2 separate regions of the Mus musculus genome follow, and region 2 is linked to region 1. A link is a contact called in public Hi-C data. All regions are on one chromosome and are shown on one strand. Each heading gives the region's core, a stretch centred on a gene start, on an enhancer-like site or on the middle of the called end of the contact. The rest is flanking DNA. Distances are from core to core; before and after follow the strand shown.

Region 1 (5,648 bases), core at 2,038-4,537:
AGGGGGCCACAAAAAGAACTTTGTCCATAAAAGGGTTCACAGCCCACAAGAGGAGGTTTTGCCCAAGGGGTGGTGGTTAGTCACCTTTCATTGTCTATCTTGTTTTAATGAGAATCTTTGGCCAAGATCACCAAAGGTAGCACTAGACATATGTGGGCCTCTGTATGATCTCTTCCCTCTATTTAAGTCCTTTATCCCATACTTCCTAGGGGTTCCTTTGGGCTCTCCAGGCCTTCCACAATTCTTATTAATAAATGGCTCCATTTACATATTTATTTGCATATATATACATACATAAGTATATATGTAACCATAATAAAGAGCCCATGAATTTCAAATGCATTAGGGGCATGGGAGGGACTGGAGGGGAGAAATTATGTAATTAATATTAATAGAATAAAATATATAAAAATTTAAAAGAAAAATATAGGGTTCCAGTCCTCCCCACTCCCCACTCCCTCACTTAATCCTATGTTTGCATAGATAGGAAGGAACTTTCCACTTTCACTAAATATGAAAAAAAAAGACATCTGTTAATATACTTTTTACAAAAACAGCTAGGAGGGGTTTGCCAGGAAAACTAGAGACACAGCAAAGAACAGGAAGAAATATGTCTTTTATTAGAAGTCTTATATGTACAGGGACAGCTGTCCCTCACAGCTTAGGGGAGGCTGCGAGGAAGCCACCGCTGTCCAAGGTCACCACGCTTACTTACACTGGAAACACCACTTAAACACCACTGAAAGTCATTAACAGATAAAGCCATTACACACAGATGCAGAGAGACACGGCGCCTGTGGACACTGCGCATTATTTTCTAAAAACAAGTCTACACAAAAAATACAGTGTGCCAGTAAAAAAAAAAAATAGGCATATCAATACATGTCTTTTTTTTTTTCTTTCTTTTTTGTTAATACATGGTACTCTGAGCTTTTTGCTCAAGGTTTGTTTTTTTTTTTTTTCTTTTATTTCATATCAAGATTCGCAGGCACTTTAGCAACCCAGCCTTGGCTTACAATACAGGATGTTCAGACCTACAGATGAACAGCGGGAACATGAGGAGGGCCTCGTGACACAGGCATGCACGAAAATGTGACTCCTGTTGCTCAGAGGGGCATCAAAATGTTCTCAAGTGGGATGGCTCTTCTTTGATTTGTCTTTATGATAAACGGCAGAATAACTTAGTAATGCGGCCTTGTCAGGAAGGGACACAGTAGAGGGAATAGGAGACAAATACTGACTCCAACCTCAAAAGATGTATTGAGATTGATTCTCAGAATCCAAAGTGACTGACTTTTTTCCTTGCCCCACTCTGTGCCTTCCTTGCCAACCTACTGCGACACAAATGAAGTAAAACAAGGACAGGGTAGACTGGCCTAAACTCCTCCAGAGAATCTTCCCTCAGTTCCTATATCCTTCCTCGGGGTGCAATGCAAATGGGCCACTCCCATGTTCCTTGTTCCCAGGTATCATGAACGGGACTGAACACGTGTATTTATAAACGCAGACTAGAATCATTGTGATATGGGTAGTGGAGTTATAAGGCAGTTGGAAAGTACCCCCCACCCCCTCACAACCAAACGGCACTGGCGTATGGCTTAGTTTCTTCACTACCACTCTAGAGCCTTCATGCTCCGAGGATCTGAGGAAATAAAGGGAACCCCAGATCGAGTGGGAGAACAGGGGTAACCCTGCTGCAAAGTTCTGGTGCACACCGCAGTCACTTCCGGGGGGAGCGGGCGTCAGCAACATCTGCAGCCTCGGGTGGGGGGGTTCACTCTCTAAGATGAAGCTGTGAAGTCCGTAGGCATCTTAGGCATGGAGCTGAAGTTTCCGGTACTGCAGAGAAGCAGGTAGTTGATGCCTTGAACTTGATATTGGGGTCAGGGGGTGGTGGGGGTCCTTCCACGAGATAGACGCAGTGGCAAAGACATTAAGGCCTTCCATTTCTTTGCTCATGCTGCTTAAAGGCACTGATACCAGCAACAGAAGTGTTCTGGAGTACCACCGAAGGTTTTTTTTTTTTTTAAAAAACTCCAACAGCACAAGTCTTCATGGGTAAATGTCCTTTATTGCATGACACAAAATGCTGCCATCCTTCTTTGAGCTCAGGAGTAGAAGGGCCGCCCTTTCTCCGGTGTCTGCAGTCTGTTCAGCCTAGCCACCTGAGATGGAGAAGGGGGCACATCTTGCCGGAAGGGCCCTCTGACTCCATCAGCTGGAGGCTGCTTCTTCAGCTGCTGCTCTTTCCGCCTCTGTTCCTGTCGGAGAAGCTCCTGGGTCTCCAGCATGACCCTGGCATTAAAGCCGTGCCCGCCTAGATAGCCGTTCCTTGAGCCCTGGTAACTGGAATACCTGGGGTTCTCCTTGGCACTCTGGAAGCCTTCACCAGGGGCGTAGTTCTGTTCCCAGGAATCCTGTGATATGGAGCTGGCATTCTTCCTGCTTTGTCTAGCAATAAAGCAAAGAAGTCAGTCAGGGATGAGAGAGAGATGAATCTCCAGGCTTTAGCAAATATCATCATGACCTGAGCACCCACCAGGTATCATGGTGAGGGGCTAGAGCTCTCAAAATTGACTATCAGAGCTTGGGAAGATACCAATACCTGGGCTGCTAAAGCATGTTGTTGCCCAAGCATAATGATCTAAGTTCGATCCACAGTACCCATGCAAATAGCTGAATGAGATAGCACACATTCCAGCACTAGGGAGGAGAGACAAGAAGATCCACAGGGCTTGCTGAACGGCTTGTCTAGCCTATTTGGCAAACTCCAGACCATCAAGAAACCCTACCTAAAAAACAACAAACAAACAAACAAACAAAACAAAAACCCAAGGTAGATAGTTCTTGAGGAATGACACTCGAGGGTGCCCTCTGGTTTCACGTGCACACCCATGCATGGGTACTCACACAGATGCACCTACACTGAACATGCAGCCACACCACAACAAAACAAACAGAACAAAACAAAACAAAAAAACCTTAATTATCCTCAGCCAGTCCCAAGTTTCAGCTAAGTGACCAGTGCTAACTGAACAAAAGACAGAAGCAGATTCAGTAGATATTTAGGAACAGGTGCTCCTCCTAGCTTGAGGTGCCCTCTGTTTGGCTCAGGGCAACCAGGTCCCCTGCAGTGTGGGCACAGACACATGTGTATCAGCAGCATCTAGCTTTGCACTAACCGCTGCTCACTTCAGCGTTATTGTTCAGGTCTAAGCTACCCACACGAGCAGTGTATCTAGCTGCTGCCAGGATGTTAGAAAATGGTGCGTGCTGCTCGCTTTCATCTTCCAAAGACTGGGACATCGCTCTGTCACAAGGCAGCTCATGTGATAGACTACAGTACGAGCTCAGACAAAAATGAAAGGACAGCAGGCAGAGAGCTGGGCCAGCTCAGCTGCAGAAGCACTGGCCTAGCATGCAGGAGGCCTGGGCTCCATCCCCAGAACCACATAAACCGGGGTTGTACTGCATGCCTATAACTCCAGAGTCTGTGAAGCCGAGGCAGGTGGTTCAGAAGTTCAAGGTCATCCTCGACTATATAGTAAAGTTCAAGACCAGCCTGAGTGACAAGAGACTGTCTCAAAACAACAACAAAATCATTAACAAAACAAAGTGATGCAACAGGAGGTTCCTACAATCTTCAGCTTGGCTCTCTGGAATCCTGTATATTAGTAACTGACACAGGTCAGGGTTGCCCAAGTTCCTGTCTAGAAACACTATTTTTTCCCACATCTCAGCTTATATAATTCACTTCCTATCACCCCAAGATAGAGAGGCAAACGCAAGCTGCACAGAAACTTCACCTCCTACTACTTCTGCAAGGGGCTGCACAGAAACTTCACCTCCTACTACTTCTTAAAGGGGCTGGCTGCAGTTTTCAGGAAACACAATTCTGAAACATCTTTAATTTACTATCAAGGCTCTAGATACTTCTATGAATTTGCAATAAGATTGCCTTTGATAAAGCCGAACAATTTTGTGCCAGGAAGGAAGACATGCCCTATTTTTCCTCCTTGAAAACAGAAGGGGGAGGAGAGATGACAGTCATAAAGAAAATGTATTATTGCTCCATTTATCAACAAGAAAATCGTCTGGCGGCAGTAGGTGGAGCCTGCTGGCATCAGCCTCCTGCATCAGCACACACAACACTGCACATTCATGAGGAGATCGTGGGAGGCCACTATGTCTCCCATAGGAACAGAGAGAGCAGTATTCGAATATTCTGGAATGCTGGCAAAATGGTCCAGGGTAGAACCCACCCATTTTCTACATGGCTGAAATTATAGATGGGAAGACATTGCAGATGGAACTAAACTCTCACTGTCACTACCGGCTCTGTGATCCATTGAGAAGAACAGAGGCTCCCACCTGGCTCTACTCATGGGAGCCACAGCAGAATCCTCAGATGGGACAGAGTAAGGTCCTCTGCCTAAAGCACTGACTGTCTTCACTTAAAAAAATCGTAGACTAATCATACCAGAGATGTGACAGATGGATAATGTCAGTGTGAAGCCTGGGATGTGACAAATGTCATCTCTTCATCCATGACTTCCTGATACTAAAGCTCGCTACCTTCCTCCCTGACCCTGCATGATCTCTGCATAGAAAGATAAGCTTCAGGCACCCTAGGAATGCAGGTTCTTTCTGCATTGAAATTTGTGAAAATTCACTGTGGTTTGTTGGGGATGGAGGGGAAGATGCTGTAGGAGGAGAAACTTGTTTTGTAGCTCAAGTTTGCTTCAGATTAATGAGTACGTGAGCACAAAATAAAGCAAGAAATTCCTGAGGTTTGAAATAGGGTATGGGGAATATGAACACATACACACACATGTTCTCATATACTCACTCTCACACCCATACTCTCATATATACACAATGCACACAAATACACATGCTCTCATATACACTCTCACATACACATACATACTCTCATACACACAATCATATACACTCACTCTCATACACATACATACTCTCATACACTCTCTCACATACACGCACATACACTCACTCTCATATACATACATACACACATATATACACACACACACACCCCTCTCTTACTTTCTTTGGTGAGGAAGCTATTGGTGTCCATACGTTCTTCATTAAGAAAGAATTAGCAATGAGCCAATGCAAGAAAGGAAGAAAAGGAGGCAGACAGTGTTTCCTGTTTCGAAGGCTGAGGAAATGGCTCAGTGGCAAAGTGTTCACTCTGCAAGCATGAAGACCTGAGTTAAATCTCCCAGAACCTATGTATAAAGCCACATGTGACTGTTCATATTTGTAATCCCAGTGCTTAGAGACAGGAGGATCTTTGAGGCTCACTGGCCAGCCATCCTAGCTTAACCAATGATCTCTAGGTCCAGTGAGAGACATTTGTCTCAGGAAGTAAAACTGATGCCTGACCAATATTAGCTGAGATTGTCCTTTGGCCTCCATAGACATGGACACACATGTGCCTGTGCACCAGTGCACACACATAAACATGTGCCTACTTGTACACATGACAGGGGGTAAAGGGGGAGAGAGGAAAAAGAAAGGAGGCAAAAGGAGAGAGAGGGGAAGAAGGAGGGAGGAAAAGAAGGAAGAGAGAAAGAGAATGGATTAGCATTTGAATGTTCTGAATAGTTAACGATATAACACAC
Region 2 (5,648 bases), core at 1,476-3,975, 430 kb before region 1:
CATCACCAGGTGCTGGGACACAGAAGTATGCTCCACCATGCCAAGAATTTTTTAAAAAATGAGATTTGGAGACCTAAACTTGAGCTTACAAGGCTCACATTTGGTGGGGCCAGAAAGCTATGTTCTCAACTTGAACTATACATCAGATTGTCCTGATGCCCTCACTTTAGAGAGCACAGACACTCATGTTTATCATGTAAAATCCATACAACCACAGCACAGCAAAGTGGTTAAGTGTGGGGCAGTGGGCTATGCACAGACACCCTGGTTTCCAGTCGAGCAAAGGTCTGGAACCCCGGGGACTCAATGGGTGGTGATTTCCACCTACAAGGGACAGAAGGTGTTCGATCATGTCTCCTGGACCACTGACTCCTGTCGAAGTTACTGCCCCCACAACAACAAGAGGTGTGTGGCTATCATGTAGGAGCAGCACCACGCCTTCCCACATGCAAATAAGGTTTTCTCCAAGCACTCAGTCCAAGCCAATGAGAGGTATCTGCTGTTGAACCCTGAATCACCCCCGAAACTGTATATAAAACCTATCCAGAGAATTAAAGGTGTGCGAGAACTACTTTGTCATCTGAGTCTTTTGTTCCAAGAGCTGTAACACTTTGGAAGAGACCTGCTCTCCTGAAGCACTGCCCGAGGTTCCACCACACTCCTCACTGTATTGTCAGCTTCTCATCAGTGTCCCACTCAGAGTTACCAAGTGACCTAGAAGGCATAGCAGAGACTTCGTGCCTCCCTGCCAGAACTCATTTCCCTTCACTGGAACCCTCACACCAGACCTGTTCAGAGATCTCTGTAGAAGACCTCTGGTACTCAGGCCCACATCTATCGCCCAATGTGGGCATTAAGTAAGCATCTTCAGAAGTCACTCTGAACAAAGTACCTTATCTCTTTCATTTCCCAAACAAGAAGTCTCAACTTACAGTTTTCCCATTCTGAAATCATAGATAATTGCTGCTAAGATGCATACTCTTAAAACCCAACGTCTTATGACACTGACACACACACACAAACACACACACACACACACTCCCACCCCCCACACAAGGGTAGCCAGGGAAATGCCCAGTCTGTACAGTGCTTTCCACACAAGCTCAAGATTCACGTCTTAGTTTGAGTTTCGATTGCTGTGATGAAACACTATAACCAAAGCAACTTGTGGAGGAAAGATTTGGCTTATTCTTTCAAATCACTGTTCACCATCAGAAATCAGGACAAGAACTCAAACAGGGCAGCAACCTGAAGGCAGGAGCTGATGCAGAGGGCTATGGGGAAGTTCTGCTTCCTGGCTTGCTCATCATGGCTTGTTCTGCCTGCTTTCTTATAAAATTCAGATCCACCAGCCCCAGGATGGCACTACTCACAATGGACTGGGCCCTGCCCTATCAATTACTAGTTAAGAAAGTGTCCCAGAGGCATGCATACAGTCTTATATTATGGAGGGAATTTCTCAGTTGAAGTTTCTTCCTTTACAATGACTCTAGCTTGTGTCAAATTGACATAAAATTAGCCAATACACTGTGTTAACTCCCCCAAACCCGTGTAAAAATGTCAGTAATGGTGATGTGTGTGCATAATCTCAGCATGAGGGATGTGGAGACAGGTGGATTTCTGGACCTTGCTGGCTAGGCGGTCTAGACTAATCAGCAAACCTCAAGTCAGTGAGAAACTCTGTTTGACAGGATATAGAAGTATCTTGATACACATACATATGTGCTCATGCACGTTTTTAAAAAAGACAGGTGAAGTACAATGTGATATCGTATCCTCATCACTCCATCCTTCTGCTGTAAACAAAGGATTCTTTGGTTCTCATGAGAATGTCCTAAGGGAGGAGACAGTGTTACAGATCCTGGAGGAAAAGGCAGTTCAAGTCTAGTTTCAGATTGCAAGATGAGAAAGACCTGCAGGAAGAGCAGGGCAATATTGGACATTGGTATCACAGACAAAAGAATGCTCTCCAACATGTGATTCCCCAATGTTCTGTGGGACTAAAGTCTGCAAAATGGCATTGGCCTTTTGCAAATTGTATTAATTACATTCGTAATCCCTACACAAATTGCATAGCCATTTTTTTCCCTCCAATTGAGCTAGTGAAGCCAGTTTAACACAGTACATTGTCTTTCAAGAGAAAATGAGCTCAGCACACTGTCTGCAGATAACAGAAACCCTGCGATGGTTTTCCCAGGTTATGATTGCAATTCATCTTGGGATGCCTATGTGTAATTTGTCTTCTCTGTGAGTGTGATCCATTTCCCTCTCCCTGAGCTGGCCTGTGCAGGGGACAGCCACACTTTCCAATGGTGTTTTATCCATCACCGGGGAGCTGCAAATTTGTTCTCGAAGTTTCAATACTGAGAGATGTTATTATCACTTGGAAACTTTCATTGAAAATGAGGCAGTCTTTGAAAGTGGTTGGCTGCTTTCTGGCTGCTCTGACCTTCTGACAGACTGAGCCTACTTTGCTGGGGAACTCCAGGCGGTGGGAAAGAAAGCATGCTCCTCTCACGCCCAACCTCTCTGCAGAGGGACTTTGTAAGAACCAGGTTTCCTCTGTGCCTTTCCTCCTTGTGCACAGAGCAGCTGGCCTGAACTATTCAAGAGGGCCTGTGGCAATTTTGCTTCCCTTGTATTTTTGAGCACACAGGATGCCTTCATGCAGCTTGGAAGAAAGCTGTTTCCTCCATGCTGAGGAACTGCAACTAGCTGCCTCTCTGGGAGTCACTTCTTCCTCTGCACTGGGCCTGTGCCCCTTCCTACTAGTCCACTGAAGGCTGTGGTAGGCCATACCCATGCACCTGATTCTTCAGTGGCCTTTTGTACGAGGACAAATCACAGAAGAAGGAGAGATGAGTTCACCATCATTAGTTTTTTTTATTTTATAATTACTGTTTTATATACTGCATGTTCTTTGCTGACATTCTCAGGGCAGTGTTGGTAAAAGGAGATGACCCAATGAAGTAAATTCATATGAAAGCAATAATGGCAGTTCCAAGTTCCCATTTGGCCTTCCACATAGTCCAGTGTTTCTAACAAAAAGAAAGATTTAGAATGTGACTATTCTCACATAAGGGTCATCCAGTGAAGTAGTGGTGTTTGGGTAAAGGGCTTTCAGGAAAACCTTCTCTACCCAGAGAGTCTCAAGCAGTCCTAATGATGGCAGAAACAAGTCAGCTGCCTCTGGTGATGGGGAGGTGGAGCTGACTTGCTGCTGCATAGCCTCAGGTTGGTATGGATCAGTTCACAGTCAGTTTCTCTTTCTCTCTTACATACTTGTCTTCTGTTCCAGGACCTAGTGTTTGTTCTGAGTCCCCATGAGCATCACCTCTGCCTGAATCCTGAGCCACATCCTATCCAAGAAGGTCAAGGTCCTTTCTTTAGAAGCCCCAATGCTGACTAGGGTCCTCTGTGAGTCCAAGTCTTTTCCCTCCTAGGGTCGTCTAAGAGGTGACTCATGAGAAGGACTTGCTTTAAGATTACTGGTTACTTTTCCCATTGTTGTGAGCACCTGTCTGACAAGGGTGAAATCCTGAAGGAGGAAGAGGTAATTTCAACTTTTGGTTCACAGATACAGTCTATCACAGTGTTCTGTTCATTCTAAGGCTCCAGCCTATGGGATGGTGCTTGCACACATTCAGGCTGAGTCTTTGTTCTTCATTTAAACCTCTTTAAAAACAGTTTTACAGACACAAGCAGAGGCATACCTCCTAGGTGATTTCAAATCCAGTCAAGTTGGCAATAGAGAGCCACTATAACAGTACCTCTGCCTATATTCACATAGCCAGATGTGGCTTGGCTTTTCTCAAAGGGACAGGCTGTATCTTGGCCTGCTTTCTTGACCTTGTCTAAGGCATATTCAAATTTATCCCTCTTTTGCCAAGGTTTCTGGATGCTCTAGCATGTCTGACCTCTTGAACTTCTCTGATTCCTATATCAAACTATTTCTCAAAATCATTTCTCAAATCAAATGGTTGGTCCCATTGTAAACACTAGAGTAGTCCCACTCACTGCATTGAGGCAATCCTATTTTCATTCCATTCATGCTCTTCTCGGCGACTTGTTTGAGATAGATAGGATGGGTTTGGCCATCCCAGATGAGAAACAGTAGAAGATAAGCAGAGTTTCAGAAGGCTTCCCAGAACCATGCAGCTCACCAGGGATAGGGTGGGATGAGGCTCTGTTCTCCTGGCTTCTGTCCCAGAGCTCTTATCTCTAGTACTTGTCAGGCTGCCAGGCTTCTCTCGTTGCCCATCAAATCCATTTTAATCTCAAGAGATCGTCCCCATAGGATGACAGAGTATGGCCCATGGAACGCCTGGCTCCATTCTAATTTTGCAGAACGGAACAAGTTCCTTAGGGTATGGAGGAGGCACTCTGTGAAAAGGCAATTTAGACTTTGGACTCAGTGAGCAATGCCTCCGAGTCCCATGTCAGATGCTCAGAGTTTCTAATGAAATGTTCTTGGTCCTGGGGTGCAGGGGTTGGGGCAAGGATGCCTGAATGTACAGTATTTTTCCACGGTATCTAAAAGGAAATAAGACTTAAAAATAAGATCTTTAAAATGATATGTAGGGAAACAGCTCTCTCTATCTCTCTGTCTCTGTCTCTGTCTCTGTCTCTCTGTCTCTCTCTCTCTCTCTCTCTCTCTCTCTCTCTCTCTCTCTCTGTGTGTGTGTGTATGGTGCATATGCGTGACCCACAGGGTATTCCTCTGCTGCTATTATTTATTTATTCACTTTCTCTTTCTTTGTTTTGAAAAGATAAACAAAGACTCTCAGTAGTGTCCCAAGCTCCTCAAGCAAGGTAGGTGGCTGGCCAGGAAGTCCCAAGGACCTTCTTCTCTCTACCTCCCTAGAGCTGGCTTAACAGGCTCTCATCATTCACACCTCACTAGGAAGCACAACCTTAAATCCACAAAGCCTGACATCCCAACAGGGGAGCACTGCTCTGGCAACTGAAGGGTGAAGATTCAAATGCTGTAGAGACAAACGTTTTCTTTTGAACTCTCTTCCCATTCTAAGTCTCAAATTGAATGTAATTTATGTAGTTTTGGATAACTTTAATTTTACTTAACACAGTTTAGGTCAGTTGCTAGAAAATCTTTCTTAGAGCACTAGCTGATACATACCATTTGGAAGCATTGTGACTATTATGTAAAGGGAAGAGTGTGACTAAGTTGAAATGAATTTTTACTTTCAAAAGTAGGGGGCAAACTAGAGTTGACAGAAAGATAGTTTCTAGACTCTGGTTTATATTATTTTGTTTGTGAGCATTCCCCAAGGCTTCCATCCCTATCCCACCACACTGTTACTCCATATGAAGGTCTCTATAGAAGGTCCAACATGCAACAAGAAAAAATCACGCAGAATTCAGAAAGAGATGGCATTTCTTAGTCCACTTCCAAAGCCAATCGATTATGTGAAGAAGAGAGCACATGATTAAGAAGTTAGTGTGAATAATTTCTGCCCAATGGAGATTTCAGAGCCTCTTACACTCCATCTTTTGTAGGAGCAGATACATCAGATGTGCTACATCTCCAGGTTAAAGTAGCTGTTGAGGTCAGGAGGGTACTCAAGGTTCAAGGCATGTGTGCAGTAAGATGTCACACAGAGTCTCACTAGTGTGTACAATATGTGTTA

What was found. A called contact is a pair of places that touch in the nucleus more often than the background predicts.
Region 2: a Hi-C map of cerebral cortex shows a contact between it and region 1, with 4 times the contacts expected there. The contact joins two enhancer-like sites. A contact is called at or near these places in 2 of 484 Hi-C or Micro-C datasets (cerebral cortex and embryonic stem cells).

Annotation. Positions count from the first base shown.
Region 1 is chr8:127,607,235-127,612,882 of GRCm38.p6, reverse strand. It overlaps Pard3 (par-3 family cell polarity regulator), which reads right to left. Exons shown (of 25, transcript NM_001309391.1): 25 at 597-2,451. The coding sequence ends at 2,109. Among named protein-coding and RNA genes, the nearest start is that of Gm32478, 20 kb to the left of the region's middle. Within about 2 kb of position 3,287, at least 15 of the 459 cell types and tissues checked have an H3K27ac peak or open chromatin away from gene starts, as enhancers often do. A contact at or near this core is called in cerebral cortex, where this site is marked.
Region 2 is chr8:128,032,903-128,038,550 of GRCm38.p6, reverse strand. No RefSeq gene overlaps it. Among named protein-coding and RNA genes, the nearest start is that of Gm32590, 230 kb to the right of the region's middle. Within about 2 kb of position 2,725, at least 24 of the 459 cell types and tissues checked have an H3K27ac peak or open chromatin away from gene starts, as enhancers often do. A contact at or near this core is called in cerebral cortex, where this site is marked.